2 separate regions of the Drosophila melanogaster genome follow, and region 1 is linked to region 2. A link is a contact called in public Hi-C data. All regions are on one chromosome and are shown on one strand. The core of a region is the stretch at or near the end of the contact, and the rest is flanking DNA. Distances in the headings are between cores, read along the strand shown.

The links. A called contact is a pair of places that touch in the nucleus more often than the background predicts.
Region 1: a contact with region 2 is called in a Hi-C map of the S2 cell line, with 4 times the contacts expected there. A contact is called at or near these places in 16 of 107 Hi-C or Micro-C datasets (the D17-c3 cell line, the Kc167 cell line, the ML-DmBG3-c2 cell line and 7 more).

Annotation. Positions count from the first base shown.
Region 1 is chr3R:21,667,911-21,674,353 of dm6, forward strand. It overlaps PolA1 (DNA polymerase alpha subunit 1), which reads right to left and starts at 3,840. Exons shown (of 6, transcript NM_080488.3): 1 at 3,720-3,840; 2 at 3,467-3,661; 3 at 2,395-3,413; 4 at 1-2,329. The coding sequence starts at 3,735. It overlaps CG31176, which reads right to left. Exons shown (of 3, transcript NM_169963.2): 2 at 5,396-5,810; 3 at 4,393-5,146. The coding sequence ends at 5,450.
Region 2 is chr3R:21,478,747-21,485,001 of dm6, forward strand. Fancm (Fanconi anemia group M helicase) reads left to right here and starts at 3,579. Exons shown (of 6, transcript NM_001275877.1): 1 at 3,579-3,715; 2 at 3,773-4,106; 3 at 4,235-5,109; 4 at 5,206-6,255. The coding sequence starts at 3,641.

The DNA.
Region 1 (6,443 bases), core at 2,590-5,089, 190 kb after region 2:
AGTCCACCATATCGCCCTTTTTGTACCGCCTATTACGCTCGCGATTCATACGAAGGGCCACCTGGACGTGGGGCAATGAAGCACTATTGGCATATTCCTGGGGAGTCCGAGTTAACTGTTTGGTGATGACAAACAGTGGCAGCGGTACTACACCCTCTGCAATTTGAGTTTTGATCTTCTCCAGTTGGGCATGCACTGCATCCAGTTTCTCCTCCAAAGGCTTTTCCGACAGCACTTCATCGAGAACGGCTTTTCCCACCATTACAGCCAGCTGAGACCAATCGCGACGTACTATATCCAGGCCCTTGTGCTCCTGTTCACGCCTCAGGTTTCCCTTGGAATCCTTGCTCAACTTGATAGCGGCATACTTCTTTTTCTTCAGCAAGAGCAAACAGCCAAATACTCCATCGATATCCAATTCCAGCTGCTTGTATAGTTTATTTACACTCTGCTTAATATTGTGACCAATCTTGTAGACCTGGTCGTAGTCGGTTATGTTGGTATTTATCATCAGGGAATCTGTGTCTCCATAAACAACGTCATAGTTCATCTTTTGCACGAGTTGTTGTGTGTTCGTGAGGATTTCTCTGCCCTTGTGGGTGACCAAAGCAGCCAAGTGCTGGGCAAAGAACCGGGAGTGGGCGAAACCCAAGCAACCATACATGGAGTTCGCAGTTAGCTTCAGGGCCATCTGCCGAATGTGGTACTGCATCTGGAGTTCCGGCGAAAGATCAGGCGCTGCCATTAGCTTTTTCACCTCTTTTCGCGACTCCACCAAGCGTTTCAATTGAAGGGGTAAGATTCCAGGTTCCGTTTTCGAGTCGGGTAGGGTGGGCAACTCATCTGCATCCACCGGCTGTTGGACGGTGGTGAAGCATATGTTGTACTCCTGTATTATACTGGGGTACAGGGAGTTAAAGTCCATGAGGAGAACGTACTTCTCGTAGAGACCACGCATGGGCTCCAACACTAAGCCACCAGCATAGGCTGCCTTCTTTTTGGTTTGCATCGTCGCATCTGCACCTGAAAGCGTAGCATCCGTATCTCCTGCACCACTTCGTTTAGAAACCGGCTTCTTGTCCGGCACTATGTAATTCTTCTCGTGGAAGGCATGCAGCAACAAGAACTCATTTCGTTCAGAACGACCTCCTTGAAGGGTCCTGGTCATGGTATTGCCGCAGATATTAGTGATTTGTAGCGCCAACGGCATGATGTTGAGCTCACACATCAGCCTTAGTAAATATGAATTGTCCTGCATGGTGAGCGATATGAGCTTGGTAATGCTTTCTCCTTTCTCATACATCTCTAGCAGATCATCGGCATTCACTTCCATTCTCTCCGATTCCTTAAGCTTCAGTACTTGTTTGCATAGCGTTTGCAGATCATAGGATCTTGCTCTTATACACTCCTCTGCAGATCGCTTTACATCACAAACCATTCTGCCGACGAAATGTTCCAGCAATCGCTTGCCAAACGATTGGCTCAGCCTCAGTCGCCCCATTCGAGACCATTGGGGAATCTTCAGGGCTACAATTTGATCGGTTATTACATTTAGTTGACAATCCATGGAATCGAAGGTTACAATGAGATCTGCATCTATTTTCTGGTACTGAGCTAAGAACCAACTCAACAGGGCTCTCTCTGAGTCATGTTTGTGCACTGTGGTAGACTTATATTTTGCCATCTCAAAGTTCAAATCTAAAGGCCAACTAACCACCGCCGGGCGAGTCAAAGCGCACATATGTCGATTGAAAGCGGGCTGTGGAGCAGGGCGGTCGATATGGAAACGATTGTGGGTCAGCATGGAAATCATGCATATCTCGTTTCTCGATGTTTTCGGATTCATTGAGGTGCGAACATTAAGCGATAGTAGCGTAAGTGGAGGTGGTGGCGCTGGCTTTCCCTTATCTTGCACCAACTCTACATTCTTGGGCTCTGTCAATGTGACCTCGGTGTTACACCAACTCATGGGAGTTGGGCTCACCTTGAATCCAGTCACCTGCAGCCAACAGGGACCTTTGATTTTCCGATCTAAGAGGAATCTTTCGAGTGCATTGGTGGTGGCGCCGAATATGTGTGCTATAGAATTGTATTTCTTGTCAGCCGACAAATTGGGCAGTGGTTTCTTTCCATCGTAGTGAACCTCCAAGTAATCGCAAGATTGCGGAACTTCAATACCGATAGCGTGATGGGCAAAACTCTTGGTGACCTTGCGGGATCGAAAGAACTCGAGCTTCAGTTGGTTTGCCACCTCGCTGTCGAACTCCTTGTATATGTCTGCGACGGTCACCTTCTGCTTGGTGGGCTCCTTCGAAATGGGATCTAAGAGCTAAAAGAATATATTCAGAAACAACACTTCACCTAAGGACTAAGTATTTGTAGAATAATACTCACAAATTGTCGGGGCAGCAGATAGAGCACACGGTTGATGTTCTGTACACGCAGACAGACGGACTTTCCATCTGCGGTCCGACCGAACAGGAAGACTTCGCCGGGCATTTTTACTGGATCCTCATAGGCCTCCCAGTACCAGAACCGAAGCTGTTGATCTGAGGAGATTGTCGAATCCTGCTCCGTGGTGAGCACGGACTTTTCAAAATCATCGTCCATTTGGCATATAGACTCCCAATTGTTCAGCAACCTACTAATGTCCTCCGATTCCGATTCCTTTGGCGATCCAGTTGTTTCTTTTTTGGGAGCTGATTTTTCGGCGACTTTGCTTTGGGATGTTTTCTCAGCTGCTGTTTTCGTTTGGGAAACCTTCTCGGTCTGCTGTGTCTTCTCCACATCAAACTGGTTTTCATCGTCATCCAGACAGCTAAAGTCCATTTCATTGTCGGAGAATGGATCTTCGGTGGCTTTTTTTGCAGGTGTCTTTTCAGGCATGGGCTCTTTTTTGATTGTAGGACTGGAGAAAAAGGCCACCTTTGTGTTTGGAACTGCTGCCTTGGGCTTCAGAATGCGCTCCAGCATCTCGTTATCGCTACTGGCCTCCGCTTTCTTACGTTCCTGCTCCTGAACTTTGATGTTGTTTAGAAAACTATTCATGTATTCCTTGGCAGCGGCGGCATCGAATTTACGCGACGTAACTGATATTTTCGCTGGGGCTATAACCTTTTCCGCCTTTTCTGACGTCGCTGCAGGCTCTTCCTTTATTTCGCCCAAAATATCAGCAAGGATATCATCGTCTTTCACACTGGTCTTTACATCCATCTTTTTGGGCACTGCATTGCTGAATAGATTCTTGATGGATGCTTTTCCTGTTACTGGTTTTTCATTCTCCCGTGGTCTCTTTTTGCTGTTGGGGGCAACACCCTTCTTCTTCTTCGAGTCCTTCCGATCCTCCTCCCCATCGGAGTACTCATCTTCGTCCTCGAAGAAATCCCGAAGATCTTCTGCATAACCAGTACCATCTAAAAGTTAAAATTTAGTATTATAAAGTATAGAGTTCAGAGTTCCAACTTACCCTCTTCGATCCAATCGTCACCGTACTTTTCCTGCGCCCTCTTCGCGTACTCCCGCTCATCAACCACATCGTATACATCGTCCACCTGGTCCTCCACTTTGCATTTGTTCTTGGTTCCCTTCAGCTGACGCAGTCGCTCCATGGCGGCGAACCTACCATTTTTGTCTACTCTCTGGCGCTTAGCGCGCGGTTCAGCTGGAAATTTATAATTTCGGTAAAAAATATGTTTAAGGGAGTTATCTTATTAACTTACACGGTGATTCAGACATTGCAACTGGCTAACTTTGATAATAATTTCCCCGTGTTGTGCTGCAGTTTGCAAAAATTGTTTTGTGACCAGGGCTGGAGGATGATCAAAGCGGGAATGGCGGGAACATATCGATAACAGAGCTACGATACATAAAGCGCTGCCGGACTTTTGCAATGTAATATCGATAGTGTCGTTAAGAAGAGGAAGAATGTAAGGAAATTAAAAAAAATAAAAGCCATACAATAACTTAATCCCAAATTGCAATTTTATTATTAAGTAACATCTCTATTTTATGAATTTCTGAGTGGTAATATATCGATAGGTGGCAGCGCGTTATGTTAGCTCTGGGCACTGTTAGCGTCTAATCTGTAAGCACAAATGATCGATTACAGTTAACACGAATAGTTAACATAACAGTTACAGCGATTTAAAATGACTGCTATATTTTGGCGGGAAATCCGACCTGATAATTGAAATGAATTCACCAAGTAAGAAAGAACAATGATCACCATTTAAAGGGCGTTCTTTTAGATTTTACATTTTCGAGCTTCAGCTTTTTAATTGCAGTGGATCACAAAAAGAAAAACTTTTCCATTAGCAGTTGCTCCATGAAGATCCCCTTTTAATGTGCTTGTCATATGTTTTTATTCCCAAATTAAAAGACAATAGTTTGTTTGGTTTTAATCGTATTTTATTTATCATGCATAATATTAGGCTTATAAGATATATATAATATTATACTTTAAATACAATATACAGCAATTTCGATTAAAATTTGTGTGGATTTGAAAGGTGATTTCATACCCTATATAATTATCAATGCAAAATCATGGTTTATATATATACACACATACACAAAACAGACTTACATATTACATGAATACATATATTTATGACTATATTTGCTGTTTAATTGTTATAAGCAAAAATTCGTACATATTTACAATTTAATAGTAAATATTTAGAATTTCTGCACTTGCAGTCGTTATATTTTACAATTATTTTCGGGTGTGTTGGTGAGGAAAGATTTCGGAAGATGAGAAAATATGGAAAATACTGTTTTAGGATAGGGTGATCGAGAGGAACTATAGAAAGGATATTAAAATGTCAGTCTACCAGAATGTACAGCAAAGCAGATAAAATAAGATAAAGGAGGGCAGTTAAGCAAAGCAGATAAAATAAGATAAAGGAGGGCAGTTATTTAGGATCCTTGAGGTATTTTCTTTAGCTATGGGGTGTGTTATTCATTTCTATATGGTTTTCATTTTTATTTCAAGCCACAGACATGGCACAACAATTTATTATGTTTTTTTTTTATGTTTTAAGGAATTTTTCTCCGTGTATGGTTTCCATAGTTTTGGCTAAACATTTAACAACAGCAACAAATATAAAAACAACAAGAAATAATCGTTAACAAGTGCAAGATGATACTGAAATGAAAAGAGAAGAAAAAGAATCAATGAATAATTCAGTTTACAATTGGTTTAATATTATACTATGTTATTATGTAACTATATTAAATCAGAATATAAAGTGGGTTGCAATTCTTATTCCAGTATAATTACATTGCTTGCTTAAATGTATTTCATATTTTTCTAAAGTTTATTTTGTATCAAAGAATTATCTTGATCTGGAGTATTCTTAAAAATACTTAAAAAACAAAAAGTAAATGTTATTACCTTGCTCTGTGCCTGCACAGATGCAACAGATGCTAGACCCACTGTTCACGCCCTTCACACCACCTGCACGGTGGCAAAGGCACTAAAGGTGACCTTCTTGGGGAACTCCGGTCCGGGGGAGCCACGCGTCTTGATCACCGGCTTGAGAGGCTGGCGGGGCTTCAGGGAGAGCAGTCCGGCGGAGGCGGCCAGTTCCCTGAGGCGCTGGGAGAAGCCGCTGCCTGAGTGACCGGAAGTGGTGGCCGCGTTGTGGTGCTCCAGTCCAGCGCAGTCCAGAACATCCAGGCCGTTGTTCGAGCGATAAACCTGGGCGGTGGCCGTGGGATAAACCGCCAGGTTGGTGCCACCCACGCCTCCTGACGCTGAGGTTGATGAGGTCGCAGTTGCATTGGCGGCTGCTGCCGGAGTTATGTATCTGAAATGCAAATTAAAGTTCAAAATTAGACTTTTTCAGAGTAAAGCAAATTTCAGGCACTTAGACTAATCTGCATTATCATACAAGAGAATTTGCATGATAACGAACGACCGCTAAAAATGCCAACTCAAGTGTGCCAACAGAATATATTCCCCTATTGTTATCACCACCTGGATTGGATGGAAGATGTTGATTGGCAAGGGCTGGGCGCTGATATTACTCAGCACGCTAATTGATTTATTTTTCTTATAGCTGAAACTAGCCGTACACGTGCCGGGTGTGAAGAGATTACCCCATATACAGAGGTGTGTCCCATTAGGTCGCACACAACTGCGAACTCTTTGGAAGGATGATGCCCAGATCTGGGATCCCAGTGGTTGGCAACAGCCATTTTGCGCTATCAAATCGCAGCAATTTATTCATGATCCATCAGCGTTTATTTGTGTGCCAAGTGGGCTTTGTTGGTTTGGGGCTGCTCTTGGTGCAACGCTAAAGACGCTAATCAATTTGTTTATGAGACAAGCTCGCTTTGGGCTACTTTAGTTTATTTATATATACATATATCTATATATTTATAAGGCTCACATTATTTGTGCTGTCGTGCAAAAATATATATGCAAATGAGTTTACACT
Region 2 (6,255 bases), core at 2,329-4,828:
AATTGTGTTGACCAATTTGTTACTTCATTCCGTTGGCTCACAGCAGCGCATCTTTCAGATCCGTCCTGTGAAAGTGTGAAGTGTTCGTGGCTCGGCATGGGCGTGTCCCGATGATTCCGAACTGCGGTGTATCTCATCCTGCAGGTGCTGTTCTCATAAGCTCGACTTACTGCCCGCAGACACGAGCTAACCAAAAGTTTGCCTGCAATTTTTGGCAATTTCAGCTAATGGAACTCCCAATCTTTGCACAGCGAAAATTATTACTTGCAACCTATATATTCGAATTGCCAACATACATATGTAGTTAACCAATAATGGCAGCCGTTTCAGAATAAAGTATATCTAAAAATAATATTGACTTGAGTCACTGCAAAAAGTATTCTCAACATCATTTCCCATACATACAATAAAAATTGATCCGTCGAATGTAATATTTATCAATCGTTGCAATGATCAAAATAAGAACTCTTTACTCATAACACTAAAATCATCTTAGGTCTTCGAATGATAATAATTTTAAAACATCCATCAAAAGGATTTAGCATGACAAGAATTGAAGTTATTAATGCATATTAAAATATGCAGATAATATGTAGATAATAGAATTAAGAATGGAAATACAAACTTTTATTTTTGATTTTTTAATGGAAATGTGATCTCTTTTTCAATAATACTTTCAAGCTTAACTAGGCATTAGTTTCACATATTTATACCCGTTGATCGTAGGTTTAATGGGAATATTGGGAATACAATGGGAATATATTCGTTGAAAAGTATTTAAAGAAATATATATATATGTGCAAGTGATAATTAGCTGAGCTTACAAAAAATTATTTAATTCGGACTATAGAAATCTATTAAAAGTATTCCATGTAAGCTTGCTCCGTTTTTATATCAACGGGTATCCAATAGTCGTGGCACTCGACAAGAGCGTTCTTACATATGTATCTTTGCTGCTTTTATTTCTTACTTTTACAAGATATATTTTTTCAGTGTTGCCTAGGTTGAAATCGAATTACTTCTGGTGGTGGCTAATAAACGAAATGTTTTATTGCCCGGCAACAACCGGGGAAACAAATATGACAGCCCAGATAATTGGCAGCCATTTTGAGCTGCATTGGGCTTAGTTTGTCTTTCCATTTGTTTGTTTGTCCGTCTGGTAGCGACACGCGCCGCTGAATTCTGAGTTCTGGGAATGCCACTGCAGCCCCATAATCGACGCAACTGCAACTTCGAATGCACAGCAACTGCGGTAGACAATCGCTGAAACGTTGATTACCCACCGGAGCAGCTGTCGCCAGCCCATTGTAACTGGCACCGCAAATCCAGGCCCATTTCCGCCCGAGGTCCCAGCACTTAGTTTTAATAAGTGCTAATGAGTTGCCCAAGCCACAGAGGTACTGTGCTTTTGCGAGCAAGAGATGGATCCTTCAAGACCCCAGAATGAATTGAGCCCCAGCACTGTAGAAGGTAATTATATTATTATATATGAAATAAACTTGCACATATGTAAAATCCAACTGATAACATTCTTGCAACATGTTCTTGTTAGGCCATGTGATAGTCGTCATCTCAATGGATATTTAAAAAAGGCCTTCTTAACATTTTTTTTGAGTGACTGTTTCAGCCGTAGTGAATACCCTTTGGATCACCCCAACCCCGACTAAAAGCACTTTGCATAAAAGGGTCTGGGCCCTTTCTAGCCTGGTTTCCCGTGGTGGCTGATTCCGCTTGGGCAACTTTGTATGGAGAGTGCTCGTTATGATGTAAACCGCAAATACTCGTAACTTGGCGACTTGGCGTCGTCGGAGATAAGTCGATGAGTCGAGAAGGGTATGGCAACCGCATCGCAACGCAGCACTCGCAGCACAGCGCATAAGTCATGACATTTATGTTGGCCATGTCGGGCAGGGCATCGCAATAACCTGTGACTCATCACATGTGCCCATAGGACACTCGAATCTACGCTCAGATATCTGGTCATTAGGCTCATTAAAGCGGCAGCCAATTAATAAACAAAAATAAATAATTGCACAATTCATTTGGTAATTAGACATGGCTCATAAAGCCGAATTAGGCAAAAGGCGTAGTGCCCATGGCCCACAGATACATACAGATATCCCACAGATAGCACGCACACCGAGATATGTACATTCATATATTCATGTATATTGTCTATATGAGGAGGGAGCCCCGAAGAGAGGGAGAACTTCATGCAAATGAAATGAAATTGACTAGAGAGCCAGCAAATTGAGTGTGTCCCGTGTACCCGTGTGCCCGGGTATTTCTGTCCCAGCTCACGGTGGCTGCCGAATGGGGTGCCCCTCCCCCAGCCCCAGCCCCCCACTACGAGCAAACACACGAACTTACATACATAAGTGAACAATTCATTTGTCACACTAAATTTGTTTCAATTCATTTGCTCGGAATGACAAATAATGCGATATAATTACATTTTGTGAGCGTTCTCCGGTGCCCGTGCTTTTCCGCGGGAGTGGGCCATGACATCCAGCTCTCGGACTCAGATTCCCCCACACACGGTCAATGCTCATTAGGTGAAGATTTTGAAATGAGATTGTGACTATTTACGTATGTTTTTCCGTCAAACTTGGCCAAGTGTATGTATGTGCTTGCTAATTATCATTTTCCCTCATCAGCAGCAGGGGCAAGGATTTGTGGAATAACTTCAGAAATTAAGGTTGAGTTTAGTCAGCATGGGAAGTATATTATTTCAATTATATTATTCGGCTTATACATTAAAAATTAAAAATTCAGTTCCATTCCATTAATTAATCAATTCATTAAAAGGTATTTGTTAAATATCCTAATGCTGCTACCAGTTTAATTGTATCTACCCGTACTGCTTTTCTTTTGATACCAAGCCTTTTCGTTGGGGAAATAAAAGCAAATAAGAACGTTCGTTGGAAGCGCCTAATTTAAGACAATCAGAACATCTACGACAGAAATATCGCGAAAAGTACTCGGGCAATCTGTAAGTACGCAGTGTGTATTCGCCCAATTACGAACTGGCGACATTAAATGGGGCTTGACATTTCCGGGCAGATTGTGGGGTCTGCGTTTTCGTAAGGATTTCGGCATTTTAGCAATACTTTTCACCGATATGATACTGATTAAGGGAAATCATACAAGAGCTCTTTTAATTAATGTAAACTATTGCCATTTGATCACTCATTTATCTTTATTCTCTAAAATCAACTTAGTCACTGTTTAAAATTGGCGCGCTTTTATTTGAATTTAAGTGTTTGGCAAACATATACACAGTGGCGCCATCTGGAGCAGTGCTGCCACTCTCGTATTTGGCACCATTTTAGAGCACTGTTTAATGGCTTAGCAAATCCGCGCTATAAGAAGCCGCTTCAAGCTTGCTTAGACAGTTAACAATTTTTGAGAATTGTATTTATTTTTACTTATTACCCTATATTTAGAGGGTTTTACAGACTAAAATTAGTTTTCATGTCACGATTTGTGTGATCGATATACTCCAACAGCGCCACCTAAAATGATTAGCTCATCCCTAACGGAATGTTATGTTATAAACACAATGTAAAGCAATGTAAACACTTTCAAAACAAAATGTAGATCGTCGTGCAGTAGTTGTTATCAAAAGATTGCTGCTATCATGGATGTGAATTGGATGGACGATGACGAAGACCTAGTGGCGGCCTTGGCTATGCACGAAGAGCAGAAGAGCGAGGTATTTACTTGTATTTACTCCTGCGAGCGCAGAGTCTCTCACAGTTTGGATCCTCAGGATGCCGATGGAACACGTTGGGAACATTGCGACGAAGCCTGCGATGGTTTCGATATGGCCACAGGACACAACTGGATTTATCCAAACAACCTGCCCCTACGATCCTATCAACAAACCATCGTCCAATCGGCGCTGTTCAAAAACACCCTGGTGGTGTTGCCCACGGGATTGGGAAAGACCTTCATTGCGGCGGTGGTTATGTACAACTTTTACAGGTGGTATCCAAAGGGAAAGATTGTGTTCATGGCACCCACAAGGCCCCTGGTCTCGCAGCAGATCCACGCATCCCAGAAGATCATGCCCTTTCCATCTGAAGACACGGTGCAGCTAACAGGTGAGTTCAAATGTGAAGACTTATTTACAAATGCTTACCGGGTTATATGACTAAAAGAACCTGGATGTGCCGACTGCCTTACAAGTCCTGAATCCAAAAAATAAGCTCCAGTCCCATTTTTATTCCAGGCCAACTTCCTCGACCCAAACGAGCTGAGCTGTGGGCCTCCAAGCGGGTCTTCTTCGCTACGCCGCAGGTGGTGCACTCAGACATGCTGGAAGCTGATGGCGAATGCAGCTTTCCCTTTGGGTCCATCAAGTTGATAGTGGTGGATGAGGCGCACCGGGCCAAAGGTCGCTATGCCTACACCCAAGTGGCCGACTGTCTGATGGCACGTAACAGGTATTTCCGGATGCTTGCCCTGTCCGCTACACCAGGAAGAACCATGGAGGATGTGGCAGCTGTGTGCCGAAACCTATACATTTCCAATCTGCAAGTGCGCTGGGACACCTCGATCGACGTGCAGCCCTACATACACAGGCGGACGATTCGAACCATAGTGGTCTCCCTGAAGGAGAGAATCAAGGAGCCGAGAGAACGATTGCTGCAGATCATCGAACCATACCTACGCCAGCTTATGGAAGCTGAGATTTTTAAAGGCAACAAGGGAACCGTGAGCAGAAATAGTTTGCTCTTTGAGCAGAAAAGCTTCGTCGAACGATCGGCGCAAGGCCAGCGGCATCCGGATCACAACATAATAATGGGCAACTTCGCCATGTGCATCAGCATGTACCACTCGCTGGACCTAATGGAGCGTCACGGTCTTCGCGTCTTCGTGAACAATTTCGATGCAGACGACGACGGGCGAGAGAAATTTGTACTGGCCAGAGATGGTAATCTAAGGAATTTGGTGGAGCAGGTCCGCCAAGAACTCGGTGCCAATCCCCTAGATTACACCACGCATGCCATGACGAATGGAGAAGTGCCGCCTTTGCCATCTGATCTAGACTTTGGACATGCCAAATATGAGAAGTTGCGACAGGTGTTGGTGCAACACTTTCAGGTAGGGGCAAAAAATCAAAAAAAAAGAAGTTTTCATATAATTTTCATGAAACCGATAAACATATTCCCTTGTTAATATAAATGTTTTCTTTAATAGGCAAACCCCGATTCCCGCGCCATTGTTTTCTGCGAGTACCGTGAATCCGTAATGCTGATTCACCGGCTACTCCTTCAACACAGACCGGTGCTCCGTCCGCGCTGTTTTGTTGGCCAGGGCAGCACAGTTGGAGCAAGCTATGCTCTCACCCAGAAACAGCAGCTGCAGATAATGACCGACTTTCGATCCGGCACTAGCAACGTTCTGGTGGCCACGTCGATCGGAGAGGAGGGCTTAGACGTCGGCGAGGTGGAGATGATTGTGTGCTTCGACATTTGCAGCACTAATCCCACTAGATTTATTCAGCGGATTGGGCGCACTGGAAGGAAGAAGAATGGAGAGGTGGTTATGCTAGTGACCGAAGGACGAGAACAGCAGGTGCTTAAGGATGTTCTGGCCAACAAGGATCAAATCAACAAGAAGCTATTGAATTCGTCCGTTGTTAAATTGTCGCTTTATGAGCAAAATCCTCGAATGGTGCCATCAAAATTTCAACCAAAATGCGAGGAGAAACACATGGAGCCAGTTGCTGAGGAGAAACCCAAGCCGAAGTCGGCAGCCAAGACGAAAGAATCCAGGAAGCGGAAGCAACCAGTTGCACAGACTGGTAGCCTAAGGAAATACTTCAAAGAAAGTCCTCCAACGGAGAGTCAGCAAGGAATATTGCAGGGAATAAAACCCTACCAAATGAGCGAAGCTTCACAGCAATTGGTTAAGCAGCAAGTTCTACGGCGCAGCGTAACTCTGAAGAACTTCTTTGGGGAATCTCAGGCCAGCTCAACGTTAACCAGCAGTCAGGAAGATGTGCAACGCCTCCGAAAACTTACTCGCCTTCTGCAGTCAAGCAAGCCATTTGTTTCGGACTCCAAGGATCTTATGAGCCATCTGCAGGACGATCACTTACCCAGGCAAATAAAGCTCTACTTACTCAAAAGTAATCCCGAATTTCTGAGGGAAACCCATTTGAAGATGCAAGTCCAGAGCGAGTTGAATATAGCTGATGATCGCTTAAATAGTCGGCAGCGACGCACTAAAAATAATTATCAACTG